Linked DNA regions of Xenopus laevis: region 1 is linked to region 2. Evidence: chromatin contacts called from public Hi-C data. All regions are on one chromosome and are shown on one strand. The core of a region is the stretch at or near the end of the contact, and the rest is flanking DNA. Distances in the headings are between cores, read along the strand shown. Region 1 overlaps hipk3.L (homeodomain-interacting protein kinase 3). Region 2 has its middle 6.4 kb from the start of hipk3.L.

Region 1 (5,912 bases), core at 789-3,288, 64 kb before region 2:
TGGATCCTAGCAACTATAAAGGTGGAACGCCAACCAACGGCAATGGTTTTACTTCTTACATCATCCTAAAGAGTTAATTTAAAGGCAAACTAGTGCTTTAACCTGATGGGAAGTAAATGTAGTTTGCACTTCTGGCTTGATGATATTAGTACAGCTATAAAACAGGGAAGTGATACAGTGAAACAAACCATTTTTAGAAACGAGTTTGTTTTAATGCTCTTACTTTCAGTTTGTAAGGCCACCTGTTTCTATCCATGATCTAAAGTTTCCTTAAGACACACGCTGCTATTTCGGGAGATTAGTCGTCCAGCGATAAATCGCTTCTTCTTCAGGCGACTAATCTCCCTGTACTGCCTCCCGCCAGTTACAATGAAAATCGCCAGTGGGATGGCACTCGGAACTCTTAATTTTCCGAAGTTGCCTCTAGGGATGCACCGAATCCAGGATTCGGTTTGGGATTCGGACATTTTTAGCAGGATTCGGACGAATCCTTCTTCCCGGCCGAACCAAATCCGAATACTAATTTGCATATGCAAATTAGGGTCTGGAAGGGAAATTGTGTAACTTTTTATCACAAAACAAGTAAGTGTTTTCCCCTTTCCAATCCTTGCAAATTAGGATTCGGATTCATTTCAGTATTCTGCTGAATCTTTCAAGAAGGATTTGGGAGTTCGGGCAAATCCAAAATAGTGGATTCGGTGCATCCTCACAGGGAAACTTCGGGTGACTTCGGAAAGCTGCCACCCTAACGGCGATTTAGATTCTAACCAGCGGCAAGGCTTTTCGAGGAGATTAATCGCCCGAAGAAGTCGCCCGAAGTTGCCTCACAAGGAAACTTTTGGTGACTTGGGAAAGCGGAAGCGATCCGGGTGTCACCACGTCGGCGATTTAGTTTCTAGCCAGCGGCAAGGCTTATCGAGGAGATTAATCGCCCAAAGAAGTTGCCTCACAAGGAAACTTCGGGCGACTTTGGAAAGCCGAAGCGTTCAGAGTGTCATTAAACTGGCGATTTAGATTCTAGTCGGTGGGAAGGCTTTTCGAGGAGATTAGTCGCCCAAAGAAGAAGCTATTTTTCGCTGGGCGACTAATCTCCCGAAATAGCAGCGTGTTTCTCTGCCCTAAAAAAGTAGGGAGTTTTTGGGGACTAAACTATGCCTGCAGGCATCGCACTATGAGCAAAAGCAGGACGAATTTGTCAAGGGAAATATTTTCACAGGCATTGAATCACTCGAATGTCAGTTGTAATTAATTTGGATTGTGTGTGTTACTGGTCTCGTTTAAGGCTGCAATGGGAACACTAGCCATTAGGTCACCTGTGCAAGTCATTCGTCTGAGGCAGAAACCAAAGCCATCTCAATAACAAAATCTCCGCCTGTTTGGCTTGAAATGTAAACCCACAAACCCTGTGCTGCTGAGAATTCGGGAGGGGGTCCTTAAAGGAAGCCATAATACCTTTTCACATTCCAGATCATTTACAAAGAAAAGAGGCCTTCAGGCACCAAAAAGTTCAGTTATCACAGGGAGGGCGACCCCTGCAAGGAATTGAATTTCCCAATTGTATGTAAGCCATAAGAGTGTGAGCAACAGCTGAAGTGCAGCACAGGTGATAGAGGCCGGCAGCTGGAAGTGGCAGCTGGGAATCCGGAAACAGTTCAGCTACAGCCCCAGTCACCCTTTCACTGCCAGTACAAGTAAAGCAAGTATAGGAAAGGGATAATAACAAGCGATGGCTGAAAATGCCCTAATGACTGTTATAAAGTCTTTGAAACAATACTAATAAAGGACAACAGGATACCCACTTAGCTGTCCCCTCTGATCATATAGAAGCAAGGACCCCTTATACACACTCCTGATGCTGTCTCAGTGTATGGGTGGGAGAGGGTTATTAAACTCAAGGTAGATGGTGTGTAAGGAGTCTGTACATTCCGCACTTATGTGGATTTTTACACCACTTTTTAACTGTAGGTGGAGTCAGTGGTGTTTATCCATTAGTACTGCTCGCTCGCTATAAAAGCCTGTGTTCTGCTGTACAAAGTCCACCTTCACGGCCGGCAGCCCAGAGCAATCAAACACAACCTTCTACTTGCAGCGTTGGCCAGCATTCAGGCTTGTGGCAAACAGTTGGTTCAGAGCGTATGCTGTGCTCCCTGGCTGTGCAACACTTTAACACCCACATGCACTATAATCAGGATTTAACACTTAACTTGCCCTGCCGCTGGATCAGAATGATCAGGAAAGCAGCTATAGCTTAAAGGAGGTGGAAAACGTTTATTGCTAATAGATTATATATATATATATATATATATATATATATATATATCTATATATATATATATATATTTATATTTGACAAAAAAAAGAAAAAGAAATTGCTGTTGCACACAGGGACTTGAAAACAATCCTTTGTTGTACCAAGATGATAAAGATCTGTTGGCACCAGGGCTCATTACACTTATGTAGTGTGTGCATATGGCATATATATAATCCATAGATAATCAGCGCTTGCAATTAAAAACTCCACATTGCCCGGGTGCACGACACAAACCATTCCCTCGAAGGAGGCTGAGATACAGCTGAAACGTTAGTGATTGTACAATAAAAATCCTGGAATTTGTCTGGACTTTTTTGTTTCTTATGTAATTTGTCCATGCATATGGACTAAGTCTGGGACCGACAAAGTGCTCCAATCCGATTTGTAAACACACACATATATATATATATATATATATATATATATATATATATATATATATATATATATCTCTCAAAAGTAGATGTATCGGCACTCACAAAATAGTAGTTAAAGTTGCCTGGGTGCTGTCCTCCAAAACGGAATTTAAAGTCGCAAAGACGAAGCCGCACTGACTGGTGTTCCAGCCGAAACGTCAGTCGTGCCAATAAAATTGATTATTGCTTTGTAAGTCCAGTGAGTGCGGCTTCGTCTTCGCAACTATATATATATATATATATATATCTATATATATCTATATCTACATATATATATAGATAGATAGATAGAGATAGATATTTGCTGACCGAAACGTCAAGTCCCTTCTTCCTCTAATAAAACCACAAATTGATTTTTAAGTCCTGAGAGTGCGAACCTGCTTCCATGGTTATATATATATATATATATATATATACACACACACACAATTTTTTTGGGACAATTCAGACAGTGTTCGTGTAATGTGGAGCCATTGTGGAACAACACTTGTGGCTACAACCAGGCACAATAAGATACATTTTGTTGGTTCACGTGCTAACGGGTTCTCAAAACTGCGTCTCAAACATAAAAATAACCACCAAAGTGTAACAGGCCCTAGAGCTGCGACAGCTGCAACACCTGGATTCAAAAATACCGTAATTACATATAAAGCCTTTTTTCCCCCCACAAAAACAAAACACTTTTGCTTAAAAAGGAAAACCACTGTTCCTTCCCCATCAAAACTTCCCAATGTTACAGAGATGCAGAAATGTTTTTTTGACACCCACTCCTTCCCCTTGGGTTGTATAGAGTTTCTGTTCGGCTGATTCTTAACCATCGTTTTTTTTCAGCTGCAGAAGAGCACCCATCTCTACCTGTGCCAATTCATTAGTGGTAACTGGCAGTGTTTTTGTGCATTCACCTTTCACAATATGCTCAGTTTCTATGCCTGCTTACATGATTACATACGTGATAGGAACGGAATCTTTGTTTACCAAGCTCTCCCCTTTCTGTGAGGCCCTGCGTTTAATATTAGATTGTTTGTAAGCTTTACTTGTGCCGGGATCAAATTAACACGGGGCTAAATATAAAGTGGGCAATGTACAGAAGGCATGGAAGTTATGCAGCTGGTGATGTGGTTCCTAGCTATTTCTTTGCAACTGGTCATTATTTATATGTTATACTTTAAGTTACTTGCTTTTTTTCTTCTGATCCTTTCTAGCTTTCAAATGGGGGTCACTGACTCCATCTAAAAACAAATGCTCTGTAAGACTACAGATTTATTGTTATTGATTTGTTTTATTACTCAAAAATAGGGATGCACCGAATCCACTATTTTGGATTCAGCTGAACCCCTGAATCCTTCACGAAAGATTCCGCCGAATACCGAACCGAATCCTAATTTGCATATGCAAATTAGGGGGGGCAAAGGGGAAAACATTTTTTACTTCCTTGTTTTGTGACAAAGTCACGCAATTTCCCTCTCTGACCCTAATTTGCATATGGAAATTAGAATTTGATTTGGCTGGGCAGAAGGATATGGCCATATCCGAATATTGCTGAAAATGCCGAATCCCGAACCGAATCCTGGATTCGGTGCATCCCAACTTGAAATTGCCAAACTGGAGAGCTGCTGAATAAAAAGCTAAATAATTTTAAAAAAAACACAAATATTAAAAAATAAAAACCAATTGCAAATTGTCTCAGAATATCACTCTCTACATTATACTAAAAGTTAATTTAAAGGTGAACAACCCCATTTAACATTAGCAAATTGGGGGGGGGGGTCATAGTAGTCATGTGCGGGCCCTCTCAAACCTGCGGATAGGCACGGTTCTGCCCGACTACCGCAAAAAAAACGCCTACAACCTCACACTGGCAGCTTTTGGTCCGTCAATTTACAGAATCACGCCTGCCCTGCCCCTTTCATGACATCACTGCAGGGTGGGATAGGCGCGGGTCTAGAAAAAGAGGGGACTGAGCAGGCTGGCCTGGGTTCGGGTCGGGAAGGGGGCAGGTGTGGGGCGAGAAAAACGTGACCCACACATCAGTAGATCCTAGCAGTTTAGGAGAATCAAATCGAAGTGCATGTATTTATTTGGATAACATCTATCTTTAAAGTCACATGACTCCAATACGATCCGGTCGTGGGCCCTACGATCGATCCTAACGATGCCTAACGGGCGGTCGGATCGCGGGACCGCATCGACGAACAGATGCGGCCGCGATCCGACGGGATTTTTTGTTCCATCCGATCGAGATCTGGCCGACTTTCGGCCAGATCTCGATCGGTGAAGCCCGTCGGGGGGCCCCATACACGGGCCAATAAGCTGCCGACGCGGTCTGTCTGCAGGTTTATCGGTCCGTGTATGGACACCTTAAGAGCTGCCATCAGATCATTATTTAAAAAACAACTAGTTGGTTTCCGATAGATCACCAGAAATAACACTTTCTATGTGTCACCGTTTTTCTAATATTGAAGTGTAAAGTGTCTTTTTTCACCTTCTAAAGCAGCTCTGGGAGGGGGGTCGCCGACCCTGTAAACTGTTCTAAATTGATACATTTCATTGATACATTTCTTATCTTTCTGAGCAGAATTCCTGAGTTTCATTAAAGGCAGCTGTTAGAATTGATACAATAGTTGCTAATACTCCAGAGATGCTGATGAGAAATGTATCAATTATATGTTGCAAAATTGTAACAGTTTAGAGTCTGCACCTGAATTACTGAGCTGTGATGGGCGAATTTCTCCCGTTTCACTGAAAAATGAAAATCCGCGAAATGATAAATTTACAGTAAAATCATGAAATCGGAAAGTTCACGGAAAAATCTGGAAATTCTGACATTTTCACCGAAAAACCGTGAAAATCTGACATTTTCATGCAAAATCGGGAAAAACAGAAATTGATGGCGGCAAATTTTCGCGGGAGATTTATTCGCCGGTGGTGAACTGCGAATTTGTGTCAGGTGAATTTATTCGCTCATCGCTATTACTGAGCTGCCAGACTCAAACACCAGAGACAGGAACATTCAACTTTAAACTTGGATTTTGGAAAAACAGTAAAAAATAAAAAATGGAAAGTAACTGAAAAGAGTCTTGATTTTTGGGGAACAATCTGAAAACAACTGAACTGAAAAAAGTGTTTGAAAGGCAAACAACCCCCTTTAACTCACCTGGTCTTTAAGAATAGCAACAATTTGAAGT
Region 2 (6,121 bases), core at 2,796-5,295:
CAGAATTATAAATATTTTTTATTATGTATTATAATATTATGATATTATTGTATTGTTGTTATTATTATAATAATCATTTATTATTATTTACTATTTTTTATGTAACCTTAACAGAATAATTATCTAAATTAAACAGAAGGGAGATTTAGACAAGCTGTACATCTCAAGACTAGACAGTGTCTTAAGATCTAATGATCACCAGCTAAAGGTCTACTGATAGATCCCGATCTACCTTTTGGGCACCCCTGCTGTAACTGACCCAGTAACTGCAACATAAGAAGCAATGTCTCCATGGTCTAGCAATAACTTCACTCTATAGGCAGATCAACCAGGAAACGGCAAGAAAAACTGCCCAGATTTGTGGCAAATCCACAAAGGCCCAGGCCTAGGGCGGCAGAATTTCAGGGGCAGCATGCCCACATATCTCCAGTGCAATTCTACCTGTGCATGGGAAGTGCACGGGTAGGAGATGTAGAGAGGAAGGGGAGGGGACTGGGAGGGGAAGGGGAGGGGATATGGAGGAGACAGGGGAGGAGACAGGGAGGAGAAGGAGATGGGGGAGGAGAAGGGGACGAGCAGAGCCGGCCTAGAGGAGCCTGGATAGTAAATCCAGCCCTGCACTCTACCCTGGGGTAACCACGGGCCAAATGGATGGTCAGGGAATCAGGGACTTTCCACCCAAAGCTTTGTGGATATTCCACTGGTACCCAACCACCTGCAGGAATTGAACTCACAGCAGATACCCTGCCATTCGTGTAACAAAAGTGTGCCAGGCCTCCCCACTAAAGAATCTTCAGAGAGACTCAGCGTGCCCGGAGCTGCTCCCCCACCACATTCTCAAGTGGGTGATCACTCCACAATTTTTATGCTACAGAAGAAGCAGGTTCCCCAGGCCCAGGGGGGTCTGCCTCCTATGTATATTTACATCACTGTACCCCCACCACCCTGCACAAGCATGACCTGAGGATCTATCACTCTACACTTACTATACCTAACTCCAGCTTCACCCTGGACCCTGCAGTCTTGGTGTCACATTGCATAGAAATAACGTCAGTGTCAGAGGACAGGGTCATGGGAATGGTCCCAGACTGAGGCCCACTAAGTACTAGGACCCCAGGAGATCCTCTAGTACTATGTCAGGCCAGTCCAACACTGAATAAATGGATAGCAAAATGTCCATATGATCCCAGTTGAGCAACAGTAAAGTTCTGCCAAGTTATTAATACATTTTATATTTTGTTGGCAAATGTTACAAGCAAATCCTTGATCTCGAATGTATTTTAGAATCATATTCTTTTCCTTGAAACAGATTATGGTAGCACAGGAGAAGCATTAAAAAAGTAACATTAAATATTTAACAGGGTAAAACATACTGTCCTTGCTCATATATTACTCCATTTCTTTCATAAATGCCGGCCATGCCGTACACTTTCCCGTAAAGAGGTGCTGGGAATATACTTAATACATTTCATTGCTACTCCATTTTATTCTTAAATCTCATGGGAAGTGGTCATGCTCTTCTATGCCAGGAATAGAAGTGAAATACTTACATGTGAATTAATTTTTTATATATATAGAATTGGTCAGAAGCTAATCAATTATACGATGAGTATATGCTATTTTCATTTTCATAAAAGTAAAGGGGAAGTTCACCTTAGTAAAAATAGCACTCTAAACTTTCAAAGCATCATTTTGAATGTATTTAATGCAACATGGCAACGATATTCAATTCCAGTTGTTGGACTCCAGGCATGAGTGGCCAGACTAATGTATGATCAGCTTTAGATCAAGGCTAGTGCCTGGATAAGGTTAGGCTGCTCCCTGATGTCAGCTGCCTCAATTGGAGCTTCTTGGAAATGGCAAACTGGAGAGCTGCTGCATAAAAAGCTAAATAATTCAAAAACCCCAAATAATAAAAAATGGAAACCAATTGCAAATTGTCTCAGAATATCATCCTCTACATCATACTAAAAGTTAATATTAAGATGAACAACTCCTTTAACATTGCTGGGAATAAAAATGCCATAAACAATTACCGCCTGCACTTTTCTGTTGAACACAGCATTGTAGGTGGGTGGTGCATGGCGGGGAAAGGTGCAAAGTGCAAAATACTAAGTGGTTTGCACCTGTTTTTTGCACCGTGCTCTGCCATTTGCAAATGGCCTCTGGGTTCTTTTGTTGTTCCATCGTCCAGACTTTGTCCCAAAGTGCATATAAGAGACAGATTGGATGGCGGAACAAAAGATGTAGCTGAGTTGTGGGGGTGGGGGAATTCAATTTCCTCCGGATTACATAATGGTGATTAAATAGCACCTTAGATCAATGGCTGCTTAATTAATAATTATAGCATATGCACAACTAACCAGTTTTTGAACCAGATTAATTAATCATTCATTAGTGATCATTAGTCATTCAGAAGTGGCAGGTGGCATTATCCTTCCTTTAAAGTTCTGATGCCCAAAGGCAAAGTATTTTGCTTGGCAGGAGAAGCCTTGCATAGAGAGAATGCACACTTTAAAATCTAGTCTAGTTGCCCATAGCAACTAATAAGCAGCTAGCACTTGTTTAAAAACACAATACAGGTATGGGAAAAGCTATCCGGAAACCCGTTTTGAGTTACAGTAGAACCCACATTTTACATCCCCTTATTTCAAGTTTTCCCTCATTTTACATTTTACGTTGTTTTGTGGTCCCACCTATATATTCTGCATAATAAATTTTCCTGGATTTTACACCATTTTTTTCTGGTCCCCTGAAAACATACTGGGGGTCATTTATCAACACTGGGCAAATTTGCCCATGGGCAGTAACCCATGGCAGCCAATCAGATGGCTGCATTCATTGTTCTACTTGCAGCTGGCTTTAAAAAGCTAATCACTGAATGGTTGCTATAGGTAACTGCCCATGGGCTAATTTGCCCAGTGTTGATAAATGAGCCCCATTGTATTTAGCTTTTTATTCAGCAGCTCTCCAGTTTGCAGTTTCAGCAATCTGGTTGCTAGGGTCCACATTACCCTAGCAACCATGCACTGAGTTTAATAAGAGGCTGGAATATGAATAGGAGAGGGCCTTAATAGCAAAAGGCAGACATAAGGTATGAAGATCCAAATTACGGAAAGATCTATTATAAGGAAAACCCCAGGTCCCGAGCAATCTGGATTACAGGTCCCATATCTGTACTGTTGTATTAGAAGCACCAATTAGGCCCATCTCATGCATTTTATTGGCAATGAAGGGTAACAGGCCCACGCAATTACAGTCTGAAGAAGCGAAGGCTAAATTCCACTAACGACTGATACATATTGCTGCCTCTAATCCTCTTTCAGGCTTTTCATTGTATCAGCTCTTACAACATCCATTCATATTTAACTTCACTGCTTCGCTGAGCATTTCACAAAGAGGATTGACAGACAATGTGGTTCTGACATGACTCAGCTCTATTTCTTATCTGCCCTGGGTCTATTTACTATTAAAAATCCGGGTATTATGTCCCGACAGTACTGCTCAAGATACAGATAGGCTCTGCCGGGTGCAGGCTTGTGGGCACAATAAGGCTGTGCTAAAGCAATTTATATACTGTTATGGATGAAAAACGATTTTTTTTGGGGGGGAGGGTCAGTTCGCTAAAGTTTGTATAGAGTTAAAAAAAATCATCTATTTATTCATCAAAGGAAGATCACCAAATTCCATTACTGAAAGGATAACTTTAACCCAATATATTGCCGAAATTCTGAGACTAAGGGCAGGAATACACACATATATGTGAATTTTGTTTCAAATTGATGGTCTTGTAACCAAACTACTGTTAGATCAAACAGGTGAAACCTGTTAAATAAAATGCTTACAGTCTAAAGTGAGGTGTGAGAAAGATGCTTTCAAGTAAATTCTGGATTCCTACGGTGCAGGCCTTCCTGTAACCTCATTAAAGACTTGAAGGAAGTCACAAATAAACTGTTTTTCCCTCCAACCCCGGTGCACCCTATGCAGCTGTCTCTTCTGGCTAACCTTAGTTCTAACCCTGATACTCATAAACGCCGGCTAGGATAATTGCGACGCATGCGACGGAAATAAGGTAAGTGAATGCTTTGTCGGATGAAGTCACAGCGTTGACCCCGCTACTGTCGGATGCAGGTGCTCCACGCTGCGTCTGCATCCGACAGTCGTGTCGCGTTGGATCAACACTGCAACTTCATCCGACATTTCTATCTCTTACCTTATTTCCGTTGCATACGATTTGTCGCCGGCGTTTTGTCGCAGCGCGTCGGATCGTGCCAAAAACGTCCATGTAGAAAGAAGCGGTTCACCTTTAAGTTAACCTTTAGTATGTTATAGAATGGCCCATTCTAAGTAACTTTTCAATTGGTCTTCATTTTTCTTTTTCATAGTTTTGTAATTATATGCCTTCTTTTTCTCTCTTTTTTTCAGCTTTCAAATGGGGGTCCTTGACCCCATATAAAACAAATGCTCTGCAAGTCTACACATATATTGCTATTGCTACTTTTTATTACTCTGCTATTCTGCTATTCATATTCCAGTCTCTTATTCAAATCAATGCATGGTTGGTGGGATAATTTGGACCTTAGCAACCAGATTGCTGAAATTGCAAATGGGAGAGCTGCTAAATAACTAAAAAAAAACCACAAATAATATAAAATTAAAACCAAGTGCAAATTGTCTCAGAATATCACTCTCTGCATCATACTAAATGTTAATGTAATGGCGAACCACCCCTTTAGATGTTATAGAATGGCTAATTCTCTGCAACTTTTCAGTTAGTCATAATGTTATATTTTTTTACAGCTTTTGAATTATTTGCTTTCTTCTTCTGACTTTCCAGCTTTCAAATGGGGGTCGCTGACTCCACCTAAAAAAACAAATGCTCCGTAAGACTACACATGCATTGTTAATACTTTTTATTATTCATCCTACTATTCAGTTCCTCTCATTCCTTCTATTCAGTCTCTTATTCTAATCAAATACACAAATAGTAAAAAATAAAAAAACAATTTCAAATTGTCTCAGAATATCAATGAGTACATCATACTAAAAGTTGATTTAAAGTTGAACAACCCCTTTAATATTACATAGCGCTGCAAAATTCCATGGAAATGTATCTCTTGGAGCCCAAGGAGGTAGCCTAGAATTTTCTAAACAGTCCTAAACAGTTTATAATTTTTTGGGAGAATGAATTGGGGGCCAATTCATTAACTTCGAGTGAAGGATTCGAAGTAAAAAAAACTTTGAATTTCGAAGTATTTTTTTGGCTACTTCGACCTTCGACTACGACTTCGAATCGAATGATTCGAACTAAAAATCGTTTGACTATTCGACCATTCGATAGTCGAAGTACTGTCTCTTTAAGTAAAAACTTCGACCCCCTAGTTCACCACCTAAAAGCTTCTGAACCCAATGTTAGCCTATGGGGAAGGTCCCCATAGGCTTGGCTAAGTTTTTTTTGGTCGAAGGATAATCCTTCGATCGTTGGATTAAAATCGTTCGAATTGTTCGATACAAAGGATTTAATCGTACGATTATCCTTCGATCTTACGATCGAACTATTTGCGCAAAATCCTTCGACTTCGATATTCGAAGTCAAAGGATTTTCATTCCCAGTCGAATATCGAGGGTTAATTAACCCTCGATATTCAACCATTGATGAATTTGCCCCTTAGTCTTCTTGCCCATCTCTACACTACACCATCACAAGGATAAGTCTGTTATTTGGAAAGAGGGAAATGTGAACTCTAATTTACTGTTACACATGACTGTAGGCCTTTAAAAAAAAATGAATACGTTTTCAGTGAAATCAAATCTGAATTCTGCGGTATAGCTCTCAGAGATAAAAATAACAAGTGTACCCGGCACAGCGTTCAGCGTGTGTTGATCAAAGAACCTAAGTATGTAATGCAAATGTAGAAAGAGATTAGAAGAAAATAGATTAAGTGATTCTTAAGACACAGTCTGCCTAGCGTGGCCACTTTAAAGTAACATAATCCTCACAACAACTGTCAACCCCAGCTGGAAGGTTTCAACAAGGGCTGAATTCAGTTTACAACTAACAGGTGCAGTCTGTTTGTATTTTCTGGCCTTGGGGTTTTTTTGCTGGTAGAGACCAACACCT

Evidence for each region. A called contact is a pair of places that touch in the nucleus more often than the background predicts.
Region 1: a Hi-C map of the XTC cell line shows a contact between it and region 2, with 3 times the contacts expected there. The contact joins two enhancer-like sites. A contact is called at or near these places in 2 of 4 Hi-C or Micro-C datasets (the XL177 cell line and the XTC cell line).

Annotation. Positions count from the first base shown.
Region 1 is chr4L:13,235,792-13,241,703 of Xenopus_laevis_v10.1, reverse strand. The region is part of intron 2 of hipk3.L (homeodomain-interacting protein kinase 3); the gene reads right to left. Among protein-coding and RNA genes, the nearest start is that of tcp11l1.L, 50 kb to the left of the region's middle. Within about 2 kb of position 2,038, at least 3 of the 7 cell types and tissues checked have an H3K27ac peak or open chromatin away from gene starts, as enhancers often do.
Region 2 is chr4L:13,173,790-13,179,910 of Xenopus_laevis_v10.1, reverse strand. No RefSeq gene overlaps it. Among protein-coding and RNA genes, the nearest start is that of hipk3.L, 6.4 kb to the left of the region's middle. Within about 2 kb of position 4,045, at least 1 of the 7 cell types and tissues checked has an H3K27ac peak or open chromatin away from gene starts, as enhancers often do.